4 separate regions of the Sus scrofa genome follow, and regions 1, 2 and 3 are each linked to region 4. Evidence: chromatin contacts called from public Hi-C and HiChIP or PLAC-seq data. All regions are on one chromosome and are shown on one strand. The core of a region is the stretch at or near the end of the contact, and the rest is flanking DNA. Distances in the headings are between cores, read along the strand shown. Region 1 holds the start of HMGN2 (high mobility group nucleosomal binding domain 2). Region 2 holds the start of GPN2 (GPN-loop GTPase 2). Region 3 holds the start of SFN (stratifin). Region 4 holds the start of ARID1A (AT-rich interactive domain-containing protein 1A).

Region 1 (5,949 bases), core at 1,625-4,124, 190 kb after region 4:
AGAGAAGGAAAGCACAGAACATTAGTACAGTGGACCAAAAAAACCCAACCCACAACCAAACCACAGTACCACTGGCACAGAAGTTCTCCTACTTTGTAAAGTTTGTGGCAGGCTTTCCATTAGAACTTCCTATCTTCAGAAACCCATTCAAGTAACACTTGGTAGTGTCCCATTTTGGCTACAGCCATCACAATTTCAGAACCAGCAAATTCCAAATGGGCAAGAGTCCACAGCAGAGTAAGTCATTCAATACCAGCCACTGACCATAATTCTTGGGAAGCAAAGGGAATTGTTTTCAATGCTTTTTAGTTTCAGGGAATAGTATGAAAAGTTAAAAGTAGACACACTTACAGCAGATAACCTCGCAGATCTTCTCTGTGGCTATTTAAAAAAACAAATAAGTAAAGTTACACACAGGACAGGTGAGCCACTTAAAATCTTTGGGGCCAATGTGTTCAAGACTATAGGAAGTATAGACAGCTTACTCAGGCAAGACTAAGGACACGGTTAATTACTGCCAAAGGAGCCCAAGGCTTTTTGACCCAAAAGAAGTGAAAGTAAGACTTACTTCGTCCTTCACCTTGGCTTTATCCCCTTTAGCATCCCCTTCAGCCTATAAAAAACAAAACCGAAGAAAGTTGCAGCTTCTGAAGCAATTCTTAACGGTTCACTAAGCTTAGCAAAGTCCTAAGGGGAGAAAAAAGAAATCGAAGAGAATCTGGTACACAGTATTTCTAGGACATACAAATGGGGTTTGTAGCATCCCCAGCTCCTATGCAAATCCCTGAAGTGCTCAGAAAGCTCCAGGGGTGCTCTTATGCGTCTGCTTCACGCCGGATCTGGCCCAAAGCACGCAGGGACGCTGGGTGTCCGAAACCCAGCGGCCCCGGGAAGCCCGCGCAAAGCTGGAGCAAGGCGCGCAAAGCGCAGCCCGCGCCGCCGCGCCAGGCAGAAGCAACAGCTGCAGAAGGAGCTAACAAACCCCTCGGAGGCGGGGCTGGAGAGCCGTTGCCATGGCAGCCGTCGAGGGCGGGAGACGGAGGCGCACGCAGCCGGGGGAACTCGTGGGCGGCAGCGGCGCGCACCAGCGCGAGTCTCGTGCGCTGGGTCCGTGGGCGGCGCGCGAGTGGAGGAGGGGCCAACCCGAGAAGTCCCGCCCTCAGGGGGAGGGCCCCGCCCCCTCACGGCGGCAGTTTTTTGGCGGCAGCGCGTTCCCCCGCCCGCCAACCCCGAACGCCGCCTTCCCGCCCTTTCGGGTTTGAATTGCCCGCCCGCGGGGAGGGGAGGGGGCCTGGGGATGGGGGGGAGGGGGCGCGAGGCGGGCACGTCGAGCCCAGGGGAGCGGGATAAACAGCCGCCAACATGGCTCCTCCCGCCGCGGCCGCCGCTCCTCCAATATGGCCTCTGGCGCCCGCGGGCAGCCGAGCCGCGCAGGGTTACCCCGGGGCCGCCTGACACCGCCTCGAGCCACCGCGCCGGGCAGCCGAGCCTGCTTCAGCTCGGCGCCGATTCTCGCGCCCCAAAGCCGAGGAAGCGGCGGCGGCAGCATTGGTGATCACGGCGGCGGCCCAGAGCCTGGGGCCCTCGCGCCACGTACCTTTCTCTTGGGCATGGTGACGGCGGCGGGACGTAGGCGCTGGACACGGGGATGCAGTGGCGCGCGAGCTTTGGTCGGTCCAGGGGTCGCTCTCGCCTCTTCTTCACACTGCTCGGGCTCCGGGGGGTTTATAAAGTTTTTATAGCGCTGGGAGCCCCGGACCGGTTAGAACCGGATTTCACCTCCCGCCGCCGCTCATTGGCCCAGCTGGGGTCACGTGGGCGGGGTTTAAACTCACCTCCTCTGGAGGGAGTGAGGAGGGGGGTATGGGGGGGAGGGCGCGCGAGACGGCGGCGCGCCTAGGGGTGGGGGCGCAGTGGGGGAGGCGCACATCGAAGGCTATAGTTGAGAGGGGGCTGCGAGTCGGCGGGCTGTGGGTTTCGGCTCCCGCCAAGAGCTGGCTTTTGCAAACTACCAAGTTCCTTCCACCTTATGCAACCGAGCTATCCACTTCTCCAAGCCGTGCGACACTTAGGGCGCATCTCAGCCGCTTTCCTTCCTGTTCCCGCTGGGGGCCCCAGAAGAAAGGTTTGCTCAGCCTGGCCGCAATGTCCTTTGCCGGAGGCGGGAAGAAGCGCGCGGCTTCGAGGCACTGGTTGCAGTTCCCAGGGCCAAGGCTGACGCCGAAGTGGGAAAAGAGTGGAGAAGCCAGCTTGGCGCAGCTGGACGTGCATCCTTCCAAACCTCCACTCGGAGGAAGCTTTTCATGCACCTCACCTGGAAAGCGGTCCACTCGAGGTGGGTAGGGGTTCGAGGGGGGCACTTTACAAGCAGAGGTACATTTCGGGTGCAGTGGGGCAGGTAGGAGCTGTCCTTTCAGCACCCGTTGCTCAGCTGCCTCCCCAAGTATCAACGAAGCCCCCCAAAGCTTGTCGAGTGCCTCCCTTAGGTCCTTGTATTCCCACATCTCAGAACCCCGCCACAGAATGACGGAGAGTGGCCGCCAAGAAGGCTTACTAGCACTCCCCTCCCCCTAAGCTCCTCCCGCTTCGGAGACATCAAGCTCAGCTGCCCCCACCCGACGCGGTCACCAAGCCTGGGCGCTGCAAACGCAGCTGGCGAAATCCCTCCTTCCACACTGGCAGACTGGCTTCCTTTCACTTGCGCGAGGAAAAGGACAGTGGAGGAACGCGTCCGGGGGATTAGGAAACAAGTAGAGGAACAGGTGTTGAGATGGCAAAAGGGCTTTTCCAGTGGCTCCCCCTCCTCCGCCCCCAAAGCTAGGGATCTTGGAAGTAGCCAAGTGCACCTTGAGGGAGGTAGACAATTGCTGCAGCAAAACACAGTCTACTCTTGTACTGTTCGCAAACAAGTTTTACATCTAAGAATTTTTAAAATTCTGTTTGACACCCAAGAGAATACAATACGATAAATATCCTCAAGTTGGGGCTTGGCTCACAGGTGGGAGGACATTTAAATAGGTCCCACCTAGTTTCTTGAGGCAAGAGTTGAGCTGGTTTGTACAAATCACACCAGTAGAAAGCACCCACAAGGAGTTCATGTCAACTATTTGCAGTCGCTGTGCCTGTACAGCAGTGGTCCTCAGCCTCTTCTCCTCCCCACCCCTTCAGTGCCTCCTGAGGCAGCCCCTCCTCACCACACCCCACTGTGTACCTTTCCCAGAACACAGGACCTCAGGCCAAAGAGATACCAGCCTGATTAATCACTTCTGCTGTACCCCAATCTACACTGGAGAAAGTCAGACCCAGAAAGGAGACAGGACTCAACAATCATGCTCACAGGGCAGATTCCGTTTGCTGCCTCCAGCCCCTCTTTCCCGCCTTAATTGTAGGGCTCTGCATAACAGCCACATAATTCATGCCTCCCTAATTAAGGCTGTCAACAGCCCCATTGTAAAACTGGAAAATGTACAGCACCTGCTCTCTGGGAACCCTGTGCCAGGGATTGGTAGTGGGGAGTGCCAGGTGTGTGTGGGGGACTTGCCAAAGGGTACATTGATTGGCTTCTCAATCGCAGTGTCTGGCATTATGCTTGATTCTGGGAGCAGGGATGATGGCCAAGGAGTCTCTTGTGCCAGGTATCCAGGCATAGGAAGGGGAGGAGCAGACTGGAGTATAGTCAAGTTAGGGGTTTTAAAGAGTCTGCTCTTAGTACTGCTTGCAAGGCCCCACCTCACCCCTAGAGGGGGGTGCTGGGGAATCGGTTTGCAGAGAGTAAAATGTGAAGACTAAACAGAGTAGCTCTTGGGTGGTATTACCAGCTGGTGCTTGCTGCTCTGGGGCACCTGAAGCATAGAGTTGCTCAGGCCGACAGCTCTTCAAAGGCACTAATCCTCTCAGCAGCTCCTCAGTGAGGCCTGGGAGGGAGAGGTAAGGGAAAGGACACAGCCTTTCACTTGGCCCTCTTCTCCCTGCTGGGCAGCCTTGGCCTCACAAGCTGAGACTGCCATGCTGAAAATATATTGTCTCATGGGCCTACTTAGGGGCCCAGGTCAAACACGGACAGAAGCCTCAAAGAGTAAGGAGGTGGGAAGCAGAGTTGAGATGCAGAGGGCAGGAGGCAGTCAGTTGGGAGAAGTGCTTGTTTCTGTGCTCTTGGTCTTGACGTGTTCCAGGGAAGGAGGCCTGTGCTGGGTTAGATTCGCCAGGGCCTAAAGGCCCTTCTGTTACCCTGTAGCCATGGAGGGGGCCAGTCTCACTGGGGAGTGGAGCCTGGCCCCATGCCCCGCAAGAGGAGGAGAAAAGCTTGTGTGGGCTGAGTCGACAATAGGTAATTGGATTGTAATCACCCGCCTGGCTTCCGAGCGCCATTGGGGGCGCTGAGCCTTTCAGTGAGCAATCAGCACTGCGTGGTGGGAGGGGGTAGAGAGTCAATAGCAAATCCCAGGTGGAGAGCCAAGGGGGAGGAGCAGCAGATGGGCAAATTTTCTTTCTGTCTCTCCACTTCCTTGCCTAAATAACGCTGGCTGCCTATTAGCTATTTACCAGCAGATTCAAGGTGGAGCCACATCTTTTGTGAAGACTAAGATGGATGGGTAAAGGACCAGGGTTTGGGGGAGACCTCTTTCCTTGAAGGATTGCTGGTGGAAAAAGAAAGTACAGTGAGAAGCACAGGTAGAGGTGGCAAAAGTGGAAGAAGCAGGCAGCAGAAGGGCTATGGCCCCCTACTCACCAAACCTACTGGTGAACAGAGCTGGGTTTAGCGTACTTGTGGGAGACTCTCACCCTCAACCTTCCCCAAGGGCACTGTCCCAGGCAGCCCCAAGGTATGTATCTATGGCACGCAGACCTGGCCTCTAGGGCTCCCTGGCCAAGCAAAGGAAACACAATTCATCTTCAGGAGGGAGGTGCCTTTCACCAAGAAAGGGGAGTGGGGCCCTGGAGGCAGAGGGCAGGGCGAAGTGGCAGGAGGCCAGCCTCACTCAGGCTGATGCGGTGCCCAGACGTGCCAGCCAGTCAGCCCGCTTGAGTTCCAAGGCCTGCAGGAAGACTTGGACTCGCTCTTCCCTTCTGGCTAGGAGTTTGTGCAAGCGTGTCCGTCGGAGCTGGGTGTCTCCACTGGCCTGGAGCCCCTCTTGCAGCAGCTGCTCTGTCACTGCAGCCTGGTCTCTCTCCAGCTGCTGCCTCTTCCGCTCCTCTGCATACATGTCTCGGGCCTTCTGCTAGAGAAAAGTGGGGATTGGGGTGGGGAGATCATTTTTAGGTGTGGGTGGAATTGGGATAGAAGAGGTAGGGGGTGGGGCACAGGAGAGGCCAAGGTAAGTGGAACATGGGGAGTCTGTACCAGAGTTGGAAAGGTTTAGGAGGTGATGGGCAGTGCTCATGTTGTATAGGCAGGGCAGTGGCAGTTCTGGGTCCATCTTGGCTTGTTTTGGGTGGAAGCATCTATATTTCTTTTTTTGTTGTTTTTTTAGGGCCACACCCATGGCATATGGAAGTTCCCAGGCTAGTGGTTGAATAGTAGCTGTAGCTGATGGCCTAGGCCACAGCCAGAGCAATGCCAGATCTGAGCCACGTCTGCCACCTACACCACAGCTCACGGCAACACCGGGTCCTTAAACCACTGAGTGGGTCCAGGGCTTGAACCCACATCCTCATGGATACTAGTCGGGTTCATTACTGCTGAGCCACAATGGGAACTCCAAGCATCTATGATTCTTGAAATTCTTCTCAGGTTTGCACTTGGAAGGGAACCAATGTGGGTCTGACTTCTGGTTTCCCCACCACCTAGCTTTGTGGCTTTGGGCAAATCCTCTCCTAACCTCATTTCTTCATTTGTAAAGTGGGGGTTGTGCCTACCTTGAAGAGTGGTTTTAAGGATTAGAGGTAATATATGCAAAACTCCTCTAGCATATTAGCAGGCTGTCAAAGAAAAACAGCGATCTTACAAGT
Region 2 (5,654 bases), core at 307-2,806, 160 kb before region 4:
AGGCGCCCCAACTCTTGAGTTCTCTCCCTTTTCTCTAGGGCATTGGGCGGAAGGTGATGGAGCGGCAGGGCTGGGCTGAGGGCCAGGGCCTGGGCAGCCAGTGCTCAGGGGTGCCTGAGGCCCTGGATAGTGATGGCCAGCACCCCAGATGCAAGCGTGGATTGGGGTGAGTATGGCTGAGGGACTTCCCAGGGAGCCCAAGGGAGCCTTTCAACTCTACCCTGGTTCCCCCTGCCCTCTGGTTTTGGCTTAGGTGCTAGAGACTCCCTAGGGAATGACTTTCAAAGCAGAATTAGAAAGAAAAAAAGTAGGACTGGCACTGTTTTTTTCAAGACCAAGATCTCAGGCTTGATAGGATCATTAACTTCCTGCAGGAGTCATTCCCCCAAGTCTGAGCAGTGTAGCCTGGATGATTGCTGTTAGGGATGCAGAGTGGTGACAGTTGTTCTCAATTTTGTCTACTGTTTAAAATGAAAGCGGTGAGGCCGCTAGTTTTTGGTGCTATCTATAGATGGATAAGGGGGCTGGAGAGCAAAGATTTAGATTTAAATGCTTTGTCTTTGGGACAGACTATATACGCGTAGCTATTTCCTGTCCTTTCCAACCCCTTTACTGAGGTAAGAGAGCTGCCCTCTCACTGAGAGCCCTTTTTAATCCAGGTACCATGGAGAGAAGCTGCAGCCATTTGGGCAACTGAAGAGACCCCGTGGAACTGGCTTGGGGCTGATCTCCACCATCTATGATGAGCCCCTGCCCCAGGACCAGGGGGAGTCGCTGCTCCGCCGCCAGCCACCCACCAGTATGAAGTTTCGTACAGACATGGCTTTTGTGAGAGGTTCCAGCTGTGCCTTGGACAGCCCTTCAGAGCCTGAGTGACAGGTCCAGGGGCTTCCTTAATCAGGATCACTCATAATTGCACAGTGGCAGCCCTCTATACGGTCTTATCTAATGCCAAAGCAAAAAGAACTCTGGGAGCAGCAATCTGCCCTAGCCTGTTCAGGATGCTTTTTTAGAACTTGCCTCCTGGCTGTCTACCTCAGGGGCATTTTGACAAAAAGTCCCCAATCCTCCCTTTTGATGAAACGGCTTAATGACCTCTCCCTGGTGGCCGCCTAACCCTGGTCTGTTTGGGCTTGCTCCTGTTGCTTCCCCCAGTACGATGAAAAGCCAAACTGCCTGAGATTACCAGCACAACTTCCCGTGGGGAGGGGTAGGGAGGTCGCCACGAAGCCCAGAAGGAGGGGAAAAGGGACATGGAAGAGGAGAAGATTTGCGCTCTGAAGAGACGGTTTGGGGGCCGGCCCTCCTTCGCCTCTCCCCTTAACTGGCTGGGACCGGGCAGCGGAGAGTCTAAGGCAGTTATCCCGAGTCTGAGACCTAATGGGAGAATAAAGGAGTGTATTACCGAATTTCTCCTCTTCTAACTTGGGCTTGGCGGAAGGTGGGGGAAAACCCTGAAAAGTTCTTCCTGGACCTGCTTACGCCTCATGCTTCGGCGCCGCCACGCCCCTCGGCGCCAAGCTATGTCGTCACTGTAAAGGCGGGACTTCCTCTCCGGCCCTCGCTGTTTCCGGCGTTGTACGGAAGTCGGGTGCTGGTCTGGTCAGTGCCTGGCCATTTGGTCCCCTTACAGCGCGCCTTTTCCAGCTCTCTCTCCTTAGGCGGCTTCCGGGTATCGCTGCCAGTCCCCAGCCAAGTGCAGTTAGGGGAACCCATTGCCCTCGGCTCTTGTCTGCGGTGCGGCTCCCCCCTTGCTTCCTCTCTGAACTTGTCTGCTACGCACTTCCTCTCACTTGTCTGAGCCGTGTGCCGCCCATGGCAGGGGCCGCTCAGACCACGGCCTTTGGGCAAGCGGTGATCGGCCCGCCGGGCTCGGGGAAGACCACGTACTGCCTGGGCATGAGTGAGTTTCTGCGAGCGCTGGGCCGGCGCGTGGCGGTGGTGAACCTGGACCCGGCCAACGAGGGGCTGCCATATGAGTGCGCCGTAGATGTGGGCGAGCTGGTGGGCCTGAGCGACGTTATGGACGAGCTGCAGCTGGGGCCCAACGGCGGTCTGCTGTACTGCATGGAGTACCTAGAGGCCAACCTGGACTGGCTGCGCGCGAAACTCGACCCCCTTCGCGGCCACTACTTCCTCTTTGACTGCCCTGGTCAAGTGGAGCTCTGCACGCACCACGGAGCCCTGCGCAGCATCTTCTCCCAGATGACGCAGTGGGACCTCAGGGTGCGTCTGGGATCTGGCCCATTTTGCGGATGGAGGAACTGAGACGGAGAGGACAGATGCCACGCCCCCATGTCCCATAGCTAAGTATGGGGTAGAATTGCTCTGAAGTAAAACAAGTGTGAATTCGAATTCTGGCTCTACCACTGACTCGGTGTGTGGTCCTGGGAAAGTCAGTTTCATTCTCTGAACCTCAGTTTTCTCATCTGTATAATGAATGTGTTAGTACCCAACTTAGAATTATTGGAAGTATGGAAAGGGTTATGTGGAAAGTGGCATGGTGGTTGTGATTTGGTGGGCAAAAGAAAGTTAAAGAATAGAGTCAGATGCAGTGGGAATTGTACCAGTTGCCTGCAGGAAAGAAATGCCCCATATTTCCTGGGATAAGGAGATGACTCTATTAGAATGAACAGAAGCAGGAGGAGACTAATGGGAAGATTTGCCCTTTGTCCTCAGAAGTCCCCGGTCTGATGGGGAGACATAGGCCCTAATGTTCCTTGCCTCCCCAGGCCACTCTCACCCTGTCTCTTCCTTCCCTCCCAGCTGACTGCTGTCCACCTGGTGGATTCTCACTATTGCACAGACCCTGCCAAGTTCATTTCAGTACTGTGTACCTCCCTAGCCACCATGCTGCATGTGGAGCTCCCCCATGTCAACCTCCTCTCCAAGATGGACCTCATTGAACACTATGGGAAGCTGGGTAAGAGCTCCTGTCCTGGCAGGCAAAAATCAGAGAAGCATCTGGGCTGCACTGGAGCAGAAATCTCAGCTGAAGGTAGCTGCTTCCAGGAACCATGCATGGCCTGGTGGGAGTAGCCACAGGCAGGTCCTGACCCCTGCCCATTTATTTTATGCCACCCTGTGCCAGATATTGTTCTGGGTTTTGGGGGACAAGAGGGCTACAGATGGTTATGTGTATTTTGAAGGAATTAGAAGTAAGTAATGGAACGGGAGTGAGGAGAGTGAACAGTACCATCTGAACTGAGATCAGAATAGTGAGTGGGAGCCTGCCAAGGCAGAACTGTTCCTAGGCAGAAGGACCACTAAGGGCCCTTCAGGAAAGAGCTTTTTGTGTTCTAGGAAAAGGGGGTGGGGAGTTGGGTGAGTCCAGGGTAGCTGAGATAGTGGCTCAGGGAAGGGTGGTAGGAAATGAGGTCAGAGAGGTTAGTAGGGGCCAGAACCTGTACTGTCAAAACAGAGAAGAAAGCCATTGATGAATATGAGGCAAGGGAACAGCATGAACTGGAAAAGTCCTTCCAGCTGTTTTGTGAATTAAAAGGGGCACCTATAAATCCTGTAGTAAGATTTTGCAACAGCCCAGGCAGTGGTCTTGGGAATGGAGAGAAGTAGATAGATTCAAAACTTAACTCCAGAAATAGGATTTGCTGGTGGATTAGACATAGAGGCAGGGGAATTAAGGATGACTCTCAGGTTTCTGACTGAACCAGTGGACAAAGGTGCCATTTATCAAGATGGGAAAGACTTGGGGAGAGGCAAGCTGACAAGGGCATTGCCCAGGGGTTCTAATAGCCAGCTTTTTTTTTTTTTTTTTTTTTTAAATGACTACACCAGCAGCATATGGAAGTTCCCAGGCTAGGGATTGAATGCGACCTACGCCACAACTGCAGCAATGCCAGATCCTTAACCAACAGAGCTAGGCCAGGGATCAAACCCATGCCTCCACAGCAACTCAAGCCTCTGCAGTTGGACTTTTTTTTTTTTTTTTTTTTTTTTTTTTTTGTCTTTTCTAGGGCCGCACTCGCGGCATATGGAGGTTCCCACGCTAGGGGTCTAATTGGAGCTATAGCCTCTGGCCTACACCACAGCCACAGCAACTCAGGATCCGAGCCGCTTCTTCAACCTACACTGCAGCTCATGGCAATACCGGATCCTTGACCCACTGAGCAAGGCCAGGGATCGAACCCAAAACCTAGTCGGATTTGTTAACCACTGAGCCACGATGGGAGCTCCCTGCAGTTGGATTCTTAACCCACTGTGCCACAGCGAGAACTCCAGCCAGGATTTTTTTCTTGCACGATTAGTGCTCTGCTGCTCTGGGGACATCAGTTCCCTAAATAGCATCTCCAGCCGCAAAGTAACCTAGAGAAGAACAGTTGAAATGACAAGCAGTGAGCAGGAAGGGAGGTTGTGGGGACAGTGAAGTGTCAGGGCCTTGTTCAGGAAGGGTGACTGGCTGCTAGTCAGGACATGAAGGGATGTCAGCACCTTAGAGGGGCCACCTCAGCTCAGAGTCCTGGTGCCTCTCTTAGCAAGCCCAGCAGCCACATTTTGTCTGTGCCCAGGTTAGCAGTCTTCCCAAGCCCCCCTCCCCTTCACATCTCCAGCCTGGATGGCTCCATGCTGCTCCTCTGCATCTCTAGCTCTGATTCTTTTCCAGTCATCTTCACAGGAGACTGAGGTACAAACCAGATCAGGCATTTGAGCCCCAGAGACTTTACATGAAGAGCCCAAGGTCAGTCATTCAGCTAATATGTTAGCCGAAATGAAATCTAAACCCAAGTGTACTTGGCTCCAGTTTCTTCATTCTCAGTGAGAAACATACCTTTCAGGCATCCAAGCTGTTTATTGGATGCCAAGGACTTTATTCCTTGCAGCCACAGGGTTGTTAGTTTCCAGTTAGAACTGATGAGCAGGCAGGAGCAGAGCTCAGGGGCTGAGTCAACGGATCCCCGACAGCCTGATTCCCTTGGCTCACTTTGGGACAGACATGCTGCGTCTCCCAGGTGCTGGAGTCTTCCAGGCAGAAAGGAACAGTGCAGGGAGGCCCACTTTCCTTCTCTTAGTGGGAAGTTTGTACTCATAGAACGGAGTCAGGGACCTGAGTCATCTAGTCTCATCTGGTCATTTTACACTAGGAAGGAACTGGCCCTGAAAGGGAAAGTGATTTTCCCGAGAGGGCACCTGCTAGATAGAGTACTTAACAGTGTGTGTGCCGGGTCCTGGGGGTGCTGCCTGACCTTGAGCTTCATGAGGCAGGGACCAAACACTGTTCTTGGTACATGTTGAATCTTAACTACTGTTGATCAAGCACTACTTTATACCAGGCACTGGGGTTTACAGCATTTAATCCTCACAGTAGCCCCAGGAGGCGGGTCCCTGTCCATCCAGCTAAGTAAATAGCAGAGCCAACAAGTGAAATCAAGTATTTTCTTCTTAGTAATTTCATTTCACACCTCAGCAAGTATTTGTGGAATGAGTGAATGAAGACAGAGGAAGAAAGAAAGAAAACGTGATCCCTGTCCCCAAGTCTTCCCTGATGCCAGCTGAACACCGGTTTCTCTTCCTAGCCTTCAACCTGGACTACTACACAGAGGTCCTGGACCTCTCCTACCTGCTTGACCACCTGGCTTCTGATCCTTTCTTCCGCCACTATCGTCAGCTCAATGAGAAACTCGTGCAGCTCATCGAAG
Region 3 (5,614 bases), core at 299-2,798, 140 kb before region 4:
CCACGAACCCGGCAAAGGAACCTCAAAGCCGCCTTTGCGCTCACCCGCCACCCCTCCACCCTCCGAGATCAGACCAGCTTGTTGATGGTGAGAGCTGGAGCCTCAGCCTCTCTCCTGGAGTCACTGGCTTCCAGTCTTGCCTACAGGTCACTGAGCCAGCCCTGTGGGAGCTCAGGGTCTCTGTAAATCATGCACCTATTCCTGATCCGTCCCTCCGCAATAAGTGGAAAAGTCAGGAGGAGTGTCACAGGGGAACTTTATTGAGAGGAAACATGGTCACACCCAGCAGACATGATTTCCCTCTCATCCTCGGTCTTGTTGGCTGCGCAGGCGCGCACACACACTCTAGCGCTCGCGCGCGCTCTCTCGCTCTCGCTCTCTCTCATCTACAGTCTCTGCCACACAGTTCAGCTCTCAGCCACAAGGGTGGGACACTCCTCAATTCCTAAGATCCAGAGGCAGGGGGGCAGGAGCGGGGAATCAGGAGGAAGTGGCTGGGCTCAGGGGAGGGGTCTGGGCGGGGTGCAGAGAGCGGGTCAGGGTGGGACGACCAGTGGTCGGAGCACCTGACAGCTGCAGGAAGCTTGGAATCCTCCGGCTCCAGGTGGCCTCAGCTCTGCTGGTTCCTCTCCGTGGAGCCTTTTTGAGCTGGGGCAGGGCATCTGGGGAGAAGGGTTGGGCTTCCCACCCCATACAAGTCCTCTCTGCCAAGAGTGGGGGACTGGAGCAGGCAGGGCAGGGCAGGGAGGGCGGCGGGTGCGGCTCAGCTCTGGGGCTCCTCAGGCGCCTCGCCCCCCTCTTCCCCGGCGTTGTCGGCGGTCCACAGCGTCAGGTTGTCCCGCAGCAGCTGCATGATGAGGGTGCTGTCTTTGTAGGAGTCCTCGCTGAGAGTGTGCAGGTCAGCCATGGCCTCGTCGAAGGTGGTCTTGGCCAGGGAGATGGCCTCCTCTGGGCTGTTGGCGATCTCATAGTGGAAGACAGAAAAGTTCAGGGCCAGGCCCAGGCGGATGGGGTTGGTGGGTGGCATCTCTTTCTTGCTGATGTCCATGGCCTCCTGGTAGGCGGAGCGGGCTGAGTCGATGATGCGCTTCTTGTCGTCCCCCGTGGCCACCTCGGCCAGGTAACGGTAGTAGTCACCCTTCATTTTCAGGTAGAAGACCCGACTCTCCGCGTCACCGGCCTCCTTGATGAGATGGGTGTTCAGCAAGCCAAGCACCGTGTCACACACACCCCGGAGCTCCTTCTCCACCTTCTCCCGATATTCTCGCACCTCAGGGCCCTTCTCTTCCGAGCCTTCCTCATTGCTCTTCTGCTCAATACTGGACAGGACCCTCCACGCAGCCCGCTGACCACCCACCACATTCTTGTAGGCCACTGAGAGCAGGTTGCGCTCTTCGCAAGACAGCTCCTCACCCTTTTCCACGGCGCTCTTCATGAAGGCTGCCATGTCCTCATAGCGTTCAGCCTGCTCGGCCAACTTGGCCTTCTGGATCACACTGGCTCTCTCCATGGCTCTGGGGACAGACAGATGGGCAGGTGGAGAGCTAACTGGCTGCCTCGGGACCAAGGCCGGATTCTGCGCCTCTCCGGCTGCCTGCCTGCCTTTTGGCTGGAAGGCCAGGCCCGGAGAAGGGTGGGGAGGGGCAGAGGGCGGGCCCAGGACTTGCCTCCCTCTCCTCTCCCCCCTCCCCCCACACCCTTTCCGCCTCTTCCTTAAAGGTAAAAGGGCTGGGATGTGGGGGGGTGAGTCATCCTGACTGTCAGCAGGAGAAATTTGGGCGTTGGCTCCACCTGCACCGATACCTTTCCAGGCTCCAGGCTGCCGCCTCTGGGTCAGGGCTTCCATTATATGGGTGCACACGTTAGGGAGCTGCCCCAGTTTCTCAAATCAGATCCCTCTTCACTGCATCCTTCCTGGGGCTCAGGATGGCTTCAGCTACCTGGCCACTATGGACCTAGGCAGAGCCCATAAAGCCAGGTGCAGGAGAAGGGGGTGCCTAATCTGGCCAGGAGTGGTTCCTCCACTGGTTTAGGTGAAATAACTCATTGTCTAGGTAGGGCTATAGTTTCCCAAGCACCTCATACCCATGGTCTAACTTAATCCCTGCTATCTTGGTGAGATGGGCAGGGCTGTGGCTACTACTCCCACTGTAGAGAGGGGAATACTGAGGCTCAGAGAGGGATGAGATTTGCTCAAGGTCACACAGTTACTAAGTTGGACTTCTCTCCCATTCAGGCTTCTGACTTGTGAGCTCCAGACTGTATTTAGAAGGGAGATGTAGGCTTCTTCTGGAGTCTACCTGAAATGCTTACACCCCACCCCCCAACTCCTCTCTCCCCCTCAGGTCCCATCCCTTCTGAGCTCCCAGAATGCACAGGTGGCAGCTTTCAGGGTGCCACTTAATGAGGTGTTTAACGAGCAGCCTCTGACGCTCCAGCCCAGCCTTTGTAATTAGTCACCCAGTAGGTTTTTTGGATACCTTCCCCATCACAGCACAATTTTCCCTTTCAAGTTGGTGGCCTGTTGCCACTTGTGTGAGGACTTACCCTCTGGCTCTCCACGCCAGGTTACCTGCCACCACCCCCCCCGCCCCGCAAGCCGCCTGCCATCATGTATCAGTGGGGCTCACAGAGGGTGGGGACCCAGCTCACTAGCTGTCCCACTTTCCTGCCTGAATCAGCCTGCCCTTTGTCAGAGGCTAGGAAGAAGGCCGCCTGGGTGCTCAGCCCAGTGCGGCTGCGGGGGGAACTGAGAAAAAGGAGGCAGCCATGACACATGCCATTTTGTTTTAGGGGGCAGCTGTCCCCTCTGAGTGCTCCCTTCCCCAGCCTCTCTCTCAGAAGTTTCCCTGCCCCTTCCCTTTGACCATGGCCCCACCTCTGACCCCTGGCACAGGCCTCAGAGATGGAGACTTCTCTATTGCTAATCTTCTGTCCCTGTTTGCTGGGGTGCTGTCTCTGTGTCAGCCAAGAATTTCACCTACAGTTGTTGGCACTGTACCTGGAAGGATGGCTTCCTTTTTATCTGCTCCAGCCCAAGCCAAAGCCCAGACAGGGCTCAGGGGTGGGGCTCCTCTGATTGGGATCCAGCCAGTTTCATCCCTGACCCAGGACCCTTTCAGGGGCCTGTCCCTTCCCAGTTATTCTTGGTGTCTGAACACTCACCCTTCCCTCCCAGAGCCAGAGCTCTGAGGCTCAAAGAGGAGAGGTGCCTCTTTGAAGGAAAAGTAGGGACACGTCTGAGCTGATGCTACAGGTTTTCCAAGGAAGGAAGCAACAGGGATGTTAGGCTCAAACTTCTGAAGGCTTTGCTCAAAACGGATCCCTGACACAGAAAACAATGGAAAGGAAATACACAAAAATACCAATTTACCACGCACATCTTTAGGTAGTAGGATTCTAAGTGTTTTGGTTTTTTTTCTTTTACTTTTCCTCATGTCTTCAGGTTGTCAGTGGTGACTGCATATTAGTTTTCTAAGAGAGACAGAATAGCCTAGTATTTTTGGAGTCAGACTGCCTCGGTTTGGTTCTTACAGGTGCTCTGGCTTTGACTAAGTGACTTAACCTCTGTGAGCCTCCGTTTTCCTAAATGTAAAATGGAGCTCTTGTGAGGATCTAATGAGTTGATGGAAAGCATTTAGTATTAATATCATGTGAAAAAAATCCATCGAACCTTACTATTACATACCCTTGAAGCACTAATATGGAGCTGGTTTCTTTGCTATGAGGAAGGGCCCCAAACCAGGCCTCAGCTGAAGGCCAGACCCTGCCCAGCAGGAGAGAAGATGAAGGACTGGTCAGATGCACTCACTCAACGCTGCCTCCTCCCTTTCCAGCTCAGACATTCCTCTGGCCTCTGCAGGCCCTGGGCCCTCAAGGGCCTTCCTTTGTACTAGTCATCCAGCTCGGGCTGTCCCAAGTCCTGGGGGAAAGAAAGCTGGAGATCTCAGAACACTAGAAACCTGGAAGGCAGGGCCTGGTAGGCCTAGGAATTTTGGAGCTGCTTCTGTATCGAGGAAGGAAGAATTCTCTTCCTCCCCCTCAAGCCAGGAGACCTGGTGGTGGTTCACACAACAGCTCTGGGCAGAGCAAAGAAAGCCTTTTCGCCCTCCCCTGCTGAAGCTCAGAGGTGAATCTGGGAGCCAGGCTGCCTAAGACCTCCTGCCCGCTCTAGCCTGTCGGTCCTGACTCAGTTCCTGTCTCAGGCACCTCCCTTTGCCTCCAGGCCTCCATTTCCCAGGCAGGCAGGAGGCAGCAGGCCCTGGCAGGGCCTGGAGTTCCACCGCCCGCCGCCTTAGTCAGCAGCACAGGAGCTGGGGCTGCAGCCAAAGGGGCTTTCCTCATCCTGCCTGCTTACTTCCCACCTTCCCATACAGCATCCTTCCTACCAGCAGGACCAAGGCCTCTGGTCCCACAGACAACAAGGCCTTCTTAGCTGGTAATAGGACTTAAAAGGTTGTGGCATGGAGAAGGCAGCAACCAGCTGCTGTCCTCCTCCACTGAGAACAAGGACAGGGCTCCGATTGTAGCAGGATGGACTCTGGTTAGATTCCAGAAAGAACTTCCTTGGAAATTTTTTTGGTCTTGGAGTGATCCAATTAAACACATGACTGGAGGAAACTATGGCACCTTCTCCCCTGGTTAGTTATGAACAAGAGTTCAGTTATTCAGCTAAAAGCTCACTCTACTAGTTGGTTGCCTTTGGGAGAGATATTACTTTTAAGTGACTCAGCTATCTGAGTCTTTTTCTCCTCAAGGCACTGCTGTTCAGTCTCCTCTGTGTCCTAGGCCAGGCCAGTCTAGGATACAGAAGTTACTGGAAAGAGAATGGAATCAGGTCCAGGTGTGGGACTGCATCCCAGCTCTGCTACAAGGCCTTGAGCAAGTCCCTTCCTGCCTTTTGGCCTCAGTTTCCCTATTAGAACATGGATGGATGCCAGCACAGAGCATCTCTAAGCCCCCTGCTGGCTCCCAATGACATTCCCTAATTTCAGGCTTTCTCTCTCTGAGATCCCCTCCCCCCAAAGCAGCCCTAGTCATTCCTTGGCTGGTGCAGAAGGGTCAGAGTTCCGGGCACAGAGATCAGTTTCAAATCCTGAATGTATCAGCTGGGAGACCCAGGGCAATTCCTGTGCCTTTCTGGAGCCTCAGTTCCTTCATCTGAAAAAAGGCTGACATCACCTTCCTTACAGGTTTAGGTGAGAGAATGGGTCTGGCACCTGGCAAGCCCTTGCTAAATGGCCGCTCTAATTATTTTTTAGCTCGTAGCATACTGTGCATGTACCTCAATCTGGGATGGCAGCGGGGGAGAGGGAAGGTTCCACTGTTACCTGGGCTGGGCTCAGTTCAGGGGTGTGACAGTCCCAGACTGGAGTTAAACCCTCTGTCGCAGCCTGGTCTGGGACCTTGCTGAGTTCAGAGGTCAGCTGAGGCTTGAAGGTCTCAGGAACTGAGACCAGGAGTTCTGGAGGGGAGAATGAAGACAGCACTCCATCTGCCTTTTTTCTTTCTTTCTTATTTTTTTTTTTTTAGGGCTTCACCTGCAGCATATGAAAGTTCCCAGACTAGGGGTCGAATTAGAGTTGCAGCTGCCAGCCTAACGCCACAGCCACAG
Region 4 (5,596 bases), core at 2,356-4,855:
GCTCAGATACTTGTTTAATGATTGAAAAACAAATCGTTGTATGGCAAAAGTTGGTTTAAAAAAAAAAAAAAAAGCATTTGCTTGAATATTCCGAAGTCGAAAGAATTCAACTTTTGTGTTTAAATGAGCCTGACATACCCCAAACTATTTTATTTCTTTTGATAGTTGAAGTTAAATTTCTCAGCCTCCCCTCAACACTGCAAAAAAAAAAAAAAAGGGAAAAAATGAGGAGAAAGAGATATGACCCAGAGACAAGAGAATGTTCTGTTTTCTAAGACAAAATTTATGCCTCAGACACTAAATCCAATTTAAAAATCCCCTATTTCTTGCCCAGATGTAGAACATTATGAAAGACATGGAGTCAGGGCACAGAGCTCTAAACCTGCCATCTGACACAACTATTTTCAAAATTCCCAGCTCAACGAAAGAGTAGAAAACCAGTTCTAGGATGGGAAGGGAATACATCTAATTAGGCCGTACAAGTGAAAAAAACATCTCATAGCACAAAGTACAACTTGGTACTGCTGGGGGGTGGGTGGGGTGGAGGGCAGACATAAGGGAGCTTTTCCCCGCCTCTTTGAAAAGATAGACAACTCCACAGAATATCAAATATGCCTGACCAAAGCCTTGAAGACAGAACATGATGAAGAGGTTAGAAGCACGGAATAAAAGAGAATGCATAAAAATGTACCTAAAAGTTGTAGTGTCTAAGCAAATCTTAAATATCACTGTAGATCATATCTTTATCTTCTTGGAAGATACAAATAAATGGAACTTAAAATGCAGAGAAGAAAATTGGTCAACCTCTATTTCAAAACTCTAAAACGACCGATGACAAAACAGAAAACTAGTCTTTTTGATATTCCAGGAACAAATGATAAATCTCACCAAACCAAGCCTTTAGGAGATAGTCCCTCTTCTCAAGACCATCTTCATCAAGGAAAGATGTCAGCTTCCCTTTAAATTGAGCTGCTCTCCCAAAGTTCAATTAACAAAAGAAAGTGTTAACAAGATTCAACACGTAAACAAAGAACGAGGCCAGCCTCCCTTAAAACAGAACACTTGAATATGAAATTCTCTCAGAAAGCTTCCAGTTCTCAGAAAGTTTTCTCCTACCCCCTCGGATAAAGATCCCACATTTGCCACTCAATAAGAAGCTCAGTAAAATAATTTCAATTCTGCAAAGCGAACAGGGTCAAAATTACTCAAGACAAACACATCTTCAGAGCCATCAAAGAAGTCATTTATACCATCAGGAAAGTCACAAAACCAAAACAAACAGCAAACCCATTGTAGAGAAAAACTCAGCTAGTGTTCTGACAACACAGAATCTATTTCAGGCTGCATAAAACATAACAAGCAAAATAAATCCAAGGTACAAGCAAAATGCCACTGCCTCCTCTTTTGTTTCAGGCACAATGTAACAAGGGCAGCCTGTCTGGGGCTCTGCTCCTGCTGATACAGTATTGCTGCTTAAACCTCCCTCCTCAAGGTCACAGCCAATTTCAGCTCTGGAATAAAAAGCAGATAGTGGCAGCGATGGTTTGGGTTATCACTGGCAGAAAAGCAGAGTGTAAAAGTTTATGAGCTCATCAGGATTGTTGTACCATTACATCAGAGGCAATTATAAATGGCCAAGAGCAGGAGATGGGGAGCCAATCAGATCACAGATAGGATGTCAACCTAAGACCAACTGTCTCCTGGCTTTGACAGAAGGATTTTACCTCCATAATTCAAATCCCAAACCAAAGCAATCTGCACTTACTACTCCAATCACTCAGCTGTTTACCAGCACTTCCAGGGAGAAGCCCAGGCCACTGGGCGGACAGAGACTAAGACAGGAGACGGCCCGGGCTGCCCTGGGTGAACCGCAGCCGGCCTCTAGCTGCCCCCAAGCAGGCCCCTGCCCAACCTCGAGGTCCCCCGAGCCCGAGGGGCCCCTCCTCGAAAGCACACTTAGGGGACGGCCCAGAGGAAGGTGGGGGGGGCGGGCAGAGAAGAGCAGCAGGTGAGCAAGAAACTGTTCACCCAACTCCCGAGCTCCTAGCACTGCCTACACCCTATCCTGACCCCCCAACACCCCCTCACCTCGGGCTGGGCCCTTTCCTGCACACTCTGCCCCGCACCCCCTTGAAGACCCCCGGAGCTGGAAGGGACCAGGGTAGAGGGAGAAGGGAAGCAGACACTTCTGGGAAAGCCCCACACAAAGGCTGAAGGGAGGGAAAGAGAGGAAGGCAGACAGGCAGCCATTTTAAGAGAGAAGAGCCAGACAATGGCAGCTCCCCAGCAGTGGGGGCCTCGGACTGGGGGTAACCCACGGCTCGGGCCTGCTCCCCGCAGCTGCCACCCACTCCCAGGACCCCGTTCGCCCCAGCCCCCTCCCCTCTCAGCCATGTACCTGCGGGGTCCGGGCGAGCGGCTGCCCCCCGCCGCCGCTGCTCCCAGGGCTCATGGGCGCGTGGTGGCTCCTTTGTTGGGCCCCTCCCGAGGCGGCCGCCACAGCCGCGGCAGCAGCAGCAGCCCCCCAGCACTGCGAGGCCATGTCCGCCGGGCCCTTGCCCGCGCCTCCGTCCTGGGGCCCGCCGCCGTAGTCGCCCCCAGGGTAGCCCTGGTAGCCCCGGGCCGAGCTGGGCGACGTGAGCAGTTGGTTGAGGGTGGGGGTGGCGGTGGGTTGGGGGGTTCCCCCTCCGGCCGCTGAGGGGCCGCCTCCCCCCATGGCCCCGAAGCGCTGCTGAGCGAAGGACGAAGACGACGAGGAGGCGGAGGCGCTGGAGGAGGGAGGCGGCTTGGAGCCGGCGGCCGCCGCCGCGCCGGAGCCCGGAGTGCCACCTCTCGGGGAGCTCAGCGCGTAGGCCTGGGGGGGCGGGGGGTAGGCGCTGCGGTTGGGGTAGTAGGAGTTGTACTGGTGGTTGGGGAAGCCGTGGTCGTGCGAGTTCTGCTGGGGCCCCGCGTAGGGCTCCAGGCCCCCGCCGCCGCCGCTCTGCAGCGCTGCCAGGCCAGGGCTTTGTTGTCCGCCATGTTGTTGGTGGAAGACGGCGGCCGCCGCGGCGGCGACGGCAGACGGGCTCCGGCCGTAGGGTTGCCCGAAGCCGTAGGCTGGGGGCGGCAAGGCGGCCGCCGCTGAGTGAGGAGGCGCCCCCACCCCATCGCTGCTGCCGCCACCGCCGCCGCCGGGCGGCTCCGTGAGGTTATTGTTCAGGGCGGGCCTAGGGCCCGCGTTCCCGTTCGAGTTCTTCAGGTCCGGCTCCGCACCGGGCCCGCCGCCGCCACCGCCGGCTCCGCCGCCGCCGCCGCCGCCACCCCCATTGCTCTCGGCCCCGTCCTGCAGCTCCTTTCCCAGTGGCTGCGGCGGCCCCACGGCGGGGCCCTCGCTTTCCTGCCCGGCGGCTGCCTTCATTTCCCCGCGCTCGGCCGCTGCCGCCGCCGCCTCGCCCCCCGCCTCCTCCCGCTGCTGCTGCTCCGCTTTCTTCAGCTCCGAGGGCGGCGGCGGCGGGTTGCCCAGGTTGCTGGCGGCGGCGGGGGCGACCTGCGCGGCCATGATCCCCGCTGTCTCGTCCGCGGAGAGACCCGGCCCTGTCTTCGTCTTCTCCCCCCTCCCACCCCGCCCCGGGGCCGAGTCCCCCGGGCTGCCCTCCCCACCCGCCCGGGCGGGCCTCGCGGGGCTCCGCTGCTGCGCTGCGCTCGCTCGCTCGCTCCTCTCCCCCCCGCCCCGCCGGCTCAGGCTCCGGGCTGGCGGCGGCGGAGGAGGAGGAGGCGGCGGCGGCGGCGGCCGAGGCGCCGGCGGCTCAGCTGCTCCCGGCTCTGTAGGCTCGGGACCCGGCTCTCCCGGCTCATTCCCCCCAAGCCCTTGCCTGGGAATGAGGGGGGCGGTGGAGGCTCCGCTCCCCAGGGCCTGGCCCCGCTGTGACTCTCCGCTTTCTGCTGCCGGAGAAAGGAGGAGGGAGGGAGGGGAGGGAGGGAGGCGAGGGGGAGGGGGGCGGGGAGGGAGGGAGCGGGGGGAGGGGGACCCGGGACGGGCGGGCTTGAGGGCGCGCGGCAGCAGCCCCGGCGCCGGGAGGCAGAGTCGGAGCGTGGGCCGGGCCGGGCGTCCTGCCTCCCCTCCCCGGCCTCGGCGCGGGCTGAGGCTGCTGCGCGGCAGCGGGCGAGCGAGCGGGCGGGCGGCCGGAGTGAGCGGCTAGAGCGCCCCACTCTCCTCCGAGTCCCCCTCACTCCGACACGAGGCTCAGCACTGCCATTTTACCCAGCGCCGTCGCGGCCTCCTGGCAAACCCGGAACGGAGCGCGGAGCGGGCGCAGGCCGTGGAACGGACTCGCTCCCTTCCCCTTACAAAGGAGGAGGGGAGAGAACCAGCCGCGGCGACGGCAGGCCCTCTGCCGCTTTCGCTCGGCAGCGCCGCCGCCGAAGCTTCGGGGAAAACCCGGCCCGGAGCTCACGCCTCTCCGGAGCCTGTGTCGCCTCCCTCCCGGCGTTCCTCCTTCTCCGGGTCGGTCCCTTCCAGGCCGCGCGGAGGTGAGCGGGCAGTGTGAACTTTACTCGCGGCTGCAAAATTGGCCTGAGCCCGAGACCGCGGCCGCCTCGGCCCGGGCCTGACCCCCTGGCAGCCAGCCTGGTCTCTTGGCTGCTACTTAGCACCTCTACAGCACTTTGCTTCTTCAAAGCCTTTTGCAAACCCGCTCCAAAGACCCAGCTGAGCCTTACATTTTTATCCCCTTTGCAACCTGCATGAAATGACAGATCACTGTTTCAGACGTTCAGTTTTCCCACTCCTCTGCCCTCATTAGCTGGTCCTCACAAGGCCCTGGGGGCATGAGGTCCATTATCCCCATTTTACAGAATCTTAAGACTTCTTGAGACTGCCCTGTGAAAGGGCAGAGGAGGGTGGCTTTAAAACGTAGCAGAGTCCCCAAAGCTGCCTGTTTACTTAACATTAAAAAGGAAAAAAGCAGTTAAGCTGTGCCATATCCAACAATGAGATCAGAATATCAGAATGGGTTTGAGATCAAAGCTGAGCATCTTAACACTGACTTAAAATGGTCACCACTGAAGCTACTTTGGGGATACATGACAGCATTTTAGCAGAACACAAGCTCCACAAAGGGGGACTTGAGCCCTAGTCTCCAAAGACAAGTACTTGTAAGACTGTAAACAGACCACAGAAGCTCCAGGGACTAGAAGAACCTGAATGTTAAAAGGAACCACTGCAGAAGAGGGATGGCCAAATGGAGGGAAACCATTTTCTCCTTCCAGAAAATGGGCAGTCTAACAGGTCACTCAGAAAACAGATGCAACTCCAACTTGTTTTCTATCTTCCGCTGTAAAGAGTCTTCAGAGTTTACATTCTAAGAGATGCTGATGAACCGGAGGTGTACATAGAAAACTCCAGATCCACAGGCCCCACAAAATAACAGCAACAGCCTTTTCCTCCTGTGGCTGACTTGGAATGCTCTGACATGACAGGCTACAAAAGCCAGAGGGGATTCCAGCTCCTCACCAAACCCAAACCTGCCTTGGAAGAAGCCAGACCAGCTAGTTACTAGACGCCAGGGCCTTTTTCCCCCTCAGATTTTGTAAATAGAGACTTCATGGACATAGAACC

The links. Hi-C and Micro-C count contacts between places; a contact is called where the count stands out from the background. HiChIP or PLAC-seq counts read pairs in DNA pulled down with a chosen protein or histone mark.
Region 1: an H3K27ac HiChIP or PLAC-seq map of alveolar macrophages shows a contact between it and region 4. The contact joins the promoter of HMGN2 here to the promoter of ARID1A in region 4. A contact is called at or near these places in 2 of 2 datasets of contacts at active chromatin or transcription factors (alveolar macrophages and skeletal muscle).
Region 2: a contact with region 4 is called in an H3K27ac HiChIP or PLAC-seq map of alveolar macrophages. The contact joins the promoter of GPN2 here to the promoter of ARID1A in region 4. A contact is called at or near these places in 9 of 47 Hi-C or Micro-C datasets (alveolar macrophages, embryonic fibroblasts, fibroblasts and 5 more) and 2 of 2 datasets of contacts at active chromatin or transcription factors (alveolar macrophages and skeletal muscle).
Region 3: a Hi-C map of epiblast stem cells shows a contact between it and region 4, with 1.8 times the contacts expected there. The contact joins the promoter of SFN here to the promoter of ARID1A in region 4. A contact is called at or near these places in 15 of 47 Hi-C or Micro-C datasets (alveolar macrophages, blood, embryonic fibroblasts and 9 more) and 2 of 2 datasets of contacts at active chromatin or transcription factors (alveolar macrophages and skeletal muscle).

The regions. Positions count from the first base shown.
Region 1 is chr6:83,854,039-83,859,987 of Sscrofa11.1, reverse strand. HMGN2 (high mobility group nucleosomal binding domain 2) reads right to left here and starts at 2,874. Exons shown (of 7, transcript NM_001244114.1): 1 at 2,863-2,874; 2 at 1,598-1,695; 3 at 569-613; 4 at 352-381. The coding sequence starts at 1,612. It overlaps DHDDS (dehydrodolichyl diphosphate synthase subunit), which reads right to left. Exons shown (of 9, transcript NM_001244123.1): 9 at 4,887-5,216. The coding sequence ends at 4,980.
Region 2 is chr6:84,205,631-84,211,284 of Sscrofa11.1, reverse strand. GPN2 (GPN-loop GTPase 2) reads left to right here and starts at 1,556. Exons shown (of 5, transcript XM_003127718.4): 1 at 1,556-2,226; 2 at 2,767-2,923; 3 at 5,532-5,654. The coding sequence starts at 1,816. GPATCH3 (GPN-loop GTPase 2) reads left to right here. Exons shown (of 11, transcript XM_003127719.5): 6 at 39-166; 7 at 660-2,377; 8 at 2,767-2,923; 9 at 5,532-5,654. The coding sequence ends at 876.
Region 3 is chr6:84,184,455-84,190,068 of Sscrofa11.1, reverse strand. SFN (stratifin) reads right to left here and starts at 1,548. Exons shown (of 1, transcript NM_001044564.1): 1 at 245-1,548. The coding sequence starts at 1,510. The coding sequence ends at 764.
Region 4 is chr6:84,047,738-84,053,333 of Sscrofa11.1, reverse strand. It overlaps ARID1A (AT-rich interactive domain-containing protein 1A), which reads right to left and starts at 3,605. Exons shown (of 20, transcript XM_021095630.1): 1 at 2,399-3,605. The coding sequence starts at 3,538.